Linked DNA regions of Mus musculus: region 1 is linked to region 2. The links are chromatin contacts, called in public HiChIP or PLAC-seq maps. All regions are on one chromosome and are shown on one strand. The core of a region is the stretch at or near the end of the contact, and the rest is flanking DNA. Distances in the headings are between cores, read along the strand shown. Region 1 overlaps Foxp4 (forkhead box P4). Region 2 has its middle 20 kb from the start of Tfeb.

Region 1 (2,700 bases), core at 12-2,511, 100 kb before region 2:
GGCTTACCCAGGGCCACACAACTGGGACTAAATGGTTTAGTCTCAGCTTGTACTCTTCTGTGCAGCTGCAGACGCTGAGTTACACACATTGTTGCGGGAAGGGGTGACTCTGTATTTACAGGGAGCAGGAGTATGTGAAGTCAGTAAAGTGGGAGTGTAGGAATGAAGGGGTGCCCAGAGCAGCCATGTTGGGTGGAGCCTTTAGGATAAGCGACTACAACTGTGCATCTAGTAGCCTCCTGGTGCCTCCCAGGGGCACCCAAATATCATGGTAGCTTCACATTCACCAATTGCCCTGGGGACTTTTGCCGCCCCTCCCTCAAATCTTAGGAGCTCCTGAAACTACTTTCTCATGGGGAGAAGGAAACTGAGGTCCAGAGATGTAGGGAGGCAAAGGGCTCTTGACTGATTTGTGATGGAGTTTAGGCTGCCATCTCTCCTAGTGATTTGCCCCCACGCGCCTCCTTGTTCCTAGGCACTGGAACAAAGCATATCCCAGCACCCCATCCCACTGAACCCTCAAGCTGGCTGGGCCCCAGACACCAGTGCCTGTTCCCCCACAGAACAGCAAACTCCCTGTCTTACTTACAGCATCCTGCAGAGAGGTGGGTGGGAGTCCTGAGGCTGTCTGCTGTTGGCATGCTCAGCCTTAGAGGGCAGGTGTCCCAGGGCACAGGTGAGGATTCCTAGAGGGCCTGGAAGTTCCTGCCATGCAGGTTTGAGGGGCTGCTGCTTGTGGGTGGGTGGAAGCCTAGAAGGAGTTACATTAGGGGTGTGTCAGCGGGCAAAGGCCCCGGGAGAGGGCAGAGCACTCCATAAGGGAATGGCTGCTATTCATCCATTCACCCTGCAGAAATGACTTTTCAAATGCGTATAATCTCAAGCATGCAAATGAGAGGTTTGCTTCACCCTGTTCAATTCGAGTGATCAGCCCTTGCCTAGCTATTATTACATGGCACATGGCCACAATTATGTTGTTCACTTGGTTTTGCTAGACCCCTCCCCGCTCCCCAGAACTACAGGATAGAGGGGACGGAGGGGACGGTCTGTTGGCATCCTCCTCTCTCTCATCCTCCCTTTGCAAAACTTGCTGTCAGAGCTACAACTTCATGTTCCCATGAAGGTTAGAAGGGGACCACTTTCCCTTCCCTGGGAGAAGTAGCTGCCAGATTCTCTTTGCTTTCTCCTCTGTGTGCTTACACCCCTGAGGCTCTAGTCTTTGTCCCCTGGGGCCCAGGAGTTCTCAGATCTCAGAGCAGCTAGTCTGGGATTCTGAGCTGGCAGCTGCTCTCTACCCCAGCAGGGCTGGAATCGGAGGAGCCGGAGAGCTGAGTGGGCAGTGCACTCCCCGCTGTCTTCCTATTTCTTCGCACCCCATCTGAGGCACAGGCCTGGGGGGGTGTTGCTCCTGTAGTTTTCGGGGTAGGTGGTTTCAGGAGAGGGGGGCTGAAGCCCTGTGCTGTGGCGGGTGGAGGCCAGAGCCCACCCCATCCATCATTTGGCAGCTACTAGCCCTGGGGCTGACACCGCCATTAAAGGCTTGGAACTGAGTGCTTAATCTCTTCCAAACCATCGCCCCCACACCCTAACCCTGCTCTAGCTCCTCTCAGAACTCAGGAGTGGGAGCTGCCGAGGAGAGAACACAGTGAGGCTGAGGCCACCTCAGCAGTATGTGGACCCCTCTCCCAACCCTACAAGAGACAATCCAGAGTCAAAACCTGAGAGGGTCTCCAAAGCCATAGTGTAGACTCTCTGCACCCCCAATGCCCCATCCCACCCCACCCCCACACACTCTGCTTCCGGCAGGGATAGAGACTGAGCGAGTGGCCGGGGAGGGAGAGGAAGGCTTAAATGTAGGGATGAGAGGAGGGGGCTTCTGAGAGCCTCCACCCTGGAAAGAGGAGTAAGTCAGCTCCTTCCTATTGGCTGAGAGAGTCAGCGGGACCTGGTGGGCTTCTCCAGTCATTGCCTGGATGCACACGTGTGATGGATCGCTGTCTGACATCCCGCAAATCTTTAACTTCTCTGACCTCATCATCTCTGCCCTCACAGCTATGTAGTTGGAGAATGGCTGACTTGGGGTGGGGGAGCTTCTTTAGGCAGGTGCTTTGATTGTCTGGAAAGGACTCCAAGAGATGAGGACTAAATACTTTGGGCAGACGAGGAAACTGAGATCTAGGGAGTTTGAGACATACGTTAAGCATCAATCCATAGTGGGTACCGACTGTTCCCTTTAGGGTGGTTTTTCGTGGGGTAATAGAATCTAGAGTTTGAGAAGAAGTTTGCGTCTGTGTGCCTGTGTGTGTGTGTGTGTGTGTGTGTGTGTGTGTGTGTGTGTGCGTGCCCGTGAGTGTGGTGTGGTGTGTGTAGCGAGGCAGGTCTTACTGTAGAACTCAGGCTCGTCATGAACTTGTAATGCTTCGGCTGCAGGAATGCACCTGAGGTTAAAGGCATCCACTCGCTCCTCTAGCTTCAGAGTGGCTTTTATACTAAATGTCTCCCTTCTGAGGACTTCTGCAACCAAAGGAAGGGAACTCAGCCATCCCTGCCCCTCCCTGCTGTTCCCTCCTCCAAACACATCTCCCTGGAGAATTTACATTCTCCATCTTACCCCTGTCTAAGGAAGGGGGGAGTTAGGCCTTGACCCTTATGCTTTGGGTAAAGGCATGGCTTTTAATTAATTTGCTCATTTGGGCTTTT
Region 2 (2,700 bases), core at 178-2,677:
GTTCACTTGGACTCTTGCTATCTGTAACTGATGATGCTGTCTCCATTGAGACAGTGTGTGCTCCAGCTTCTTTCTCCTCATGTTAATTCAGAGCAGAAACTGGACTCTGCTCCTGCCGTCTCACAGCCCCAGGCTCCTCGCAACTGCCACGATTCTTATTCTCATGGTCCAGGACAGCGACACCCACATTCCAGGCAGCAAACGGAGAGAAGACAGAAATGAGAGCCAAGGCTTATGCCAAGATTCCCTTAAAGAAGATTCCCGAGAGCTACCGAAACATCTGCAGCTTCCCATTGGCTGGAACGCTGCCACCAGTCACAGTTAGCTACACAAGAGGCTGGGAGTGCAATCTTCCTTCTGGGTGGCCATGCGCTTGGCCAAAATGTCTAATAATGGAAAAACTGAGCTGAGAGTGTGGCTTAGTGGTAGAGTGATTGCTTAGTGTGCATGAGGTCTCAAGTTCAATCCCTAGATCAGAGAAAGTGGGAAGAGGAGGAGGAGAGCAGTACCAGGAGGAAGAGGACCTGGAGGAGGAGGAAGAGGAGGAGGAGGAAGGAGGAGAGCAGTACCAGGAGGAAGAGGACCTGGAGGAGAAGGACCTGGAGGAGGACCTGGAGGAGGAGGAAGAGGGAAAGAGGAGGAGGAGGAAGAGGAGGAGGAGTGAGATGGGGAAGAGTGAAGGGAGAAAAGGAAAAGGAGAAAGGGATGAAGAGGAGGGAGCAGGGGAAAGTTAAAAAAAAGAAATGTAGAATAACTGTATCAGGCCCGTACATTCTTTCTGTATGCATGTGCATATGTGTGTGCATGCACGTATGTGTTTTAACCTGTCAGAGTATTGTGCCTGAATGTGTTTGTGTACTGCATGCCTAATGCTCTCAGATGGTGTCATATCCCTGGAACTGGTGCTGGGAACTGAACCCAAGTTCTCTATGAGAGCAGGAAGTTCTCCTACGGCTAAGCCATTTTTCCAGCTCCACCTATTTTGTTTGTGAATAGACTTCTGATTTGTCTCGGGCAGGCCCCTGCTCCAGGGCAGGAAGCATGACTGATCAAAGCCAGCCACGGTGCTCCCCTGACCCTTGCCAGTGATTGGTTTAGAAATGGGTATCTGGCCGATGAAGCGTGAGGATCATCTGCTGAAGCTCCAAGGACCCGGGCAGGGACATTCTTGTTTCTGTGCTCTGTACCGTTCTCTGCATATAACCCTGAACACTAACCTTTGCTTTGCTTATCAAACCCAGTGCCTTGCACATGCTAGGCAAGCCTGCTGACACCGCAGTGCTCTCCTGCGCCATGAAGGAGCCCTGTCTGGGAAGCTGAGACAGCTCCCAAGGAGGCCAGAAACATCTATCTGCTCCTGCAGATATGGCGGAACCTGCCTGCAACCCCAGCTCATGGGAGACGAGACGGGGCAGCAGACCAGTGAGAGTTTAAAGGTCAGCCTGTTGTACACATTGACTTGGAGCCAAGACTGTGAAAGCCTCCTGATGTCATGTCTGCCCTGAAGTTGTAAGACTTTTAAACTTTCTGGGGTGTGTGTGTGTCTGCATGTTTGCATATGAGTCTGTGCATAGGTGGAGGTTAAAAAATCTCCGGTACTACACACCTTGTTAATGTTGCTTTTTCTTTCTCACAGCTAAGAATTGAACCTGGGGCCTTGTGCTTGCTGTGCAAGCACTCCTCTTGAGTTAAATACCCAGTACTGGGGCTGGTGAGATGCCTCAGCGGGTAAGAGCACTGACTGCTCTTCCGAAGGTCCTGAGTTCGAGTCCCAGCAACCACAGAGTGGCTCACAACCACCTGTAATGAGATCTGACACCCTCTACTGGTGCATCTGAAGACAGCTACAGTGTACTTACTTATAATAATAAATCTTTAAATAGATAATCTTTTTTTAAAAACATATACATGTGTGTATGTACTCACATGCATGCAATAAACAAACAAACAAACAAACAAACAAACAAACAAATGCCCAGCATCACTATCCACATTGTTTGTTGTTGTTGTTTGGGGGGTTTGTTTTGTCTTGTCTTTTTGTTTTCTTTTATTTTGCTTTGGTTTGGATTTTTCGAGACAGGGTTTCACTGTGTAGCTCTGGCTGTCCTGAAACTCAATAGACCAGCCTGGCCTCAAACTAAGACATCTGCCTCCTGGGACTAAAGGCATGGGCCACCGATGACCTAAAAGGCATAGTCCCCGCCTCTGGTAATAAAGGCACAGGACCACCCCAGCCTCCGTAGTTTTTTGAGACAGTGTTTCTAATTGGCTTTGGAGCTCACCAAGTAGGTTATATTACCTAGTTAGCAACCCCCAGCTTTGTCTTTCTCCAAAAATCCCAATGACTGAGGTGGCGGAGTCTTTGCCTACCAGGGATAGGGCCCTGGGTTTTAATCCTGGAGGGCGGGGGGTGGGGGGGGCACAAGCTAGGATAAAATACCTACAAATCATATGCATAATAAAATATTTGTTCACCAAATATATAAATCACTTTTATAAAAAGTATTAATCACTTTTTCTTGTGGCTGGAAGCACATAGCTGACAAGATGAACTTCAGGGAGGAGGGTTTGCTTTGGCGCACAGTCTGAGGGATCGGGTCTGTCACAGCAGGAGGGCATGGCAGTAGGGGCCTCCTCAGGGTGGGAGTTTATATTGGCCACTTGCTCACCTCTCCACAGGGCAGGAAACTGGAAGCGCTC

The links. HiChIP or PLAC-seq counts read pairs in DNA pulled down with a chosen protein or histone mark.
Region 1: a contact with region 2 is called in an H3K4me3 HiChIP or PLAC-seq map of embryonic midbrain, with 3 times the contacts expected there. The contact joins two enhancer-like sites. A contact is called at or near these places in 4 of 39 promoter capture datasets (the HPC-7 cell line, embryonic stem cells, liver and 1 more), 1 of 15 datasets of contacts at CTCF or cohesin (pro-B cells), 11 of 484 Hi-C or Micro-C datasets (the C2C12 cell line, the N1E-115 cell line, bone marrow-derived macrophages and 8 more), 5 of 115 datasets of contacts at active chromatin or transcription factors (the HPC-7 cell line, craniofacial prominence, embryonic forebrain and 2 more) and 2 of 9 other capture datasets (embryonic tail and embryonic trunk).

What each region holds. Positions count from the first base shown.
Region 1 is chr17:47,906,147-47,908,846 of GRCm38.p6, reverse strand. The region is part of intron 1 of Foxp4 (forkhead box P4); the gene reads left to right. Among named protein-coding and RNA genes, the nearest start is that of Foxp4, 17 kb to the left of the region's middle. Within about 2 kb of position 1,261, at least 13 of the 459 cell types and tissues checked have an H3K27ac peak or open chromatin away from gene starts, as enhancers often do.
Region 2 is chr17:47,803,993-47,806,692 of GRCm38.p6, reverse strand. No RefSeq gene overlaps it. Among named protein-coding and RNA genes, the nearest start is that of Tfeb, 20 kb to the right of the region's middle. Within about 2 kb of position 1,427, at least 12 of the 459 cell types and tissues checked have an H3K27ac peak or open chromatin away from gene starts, as enhancers often do.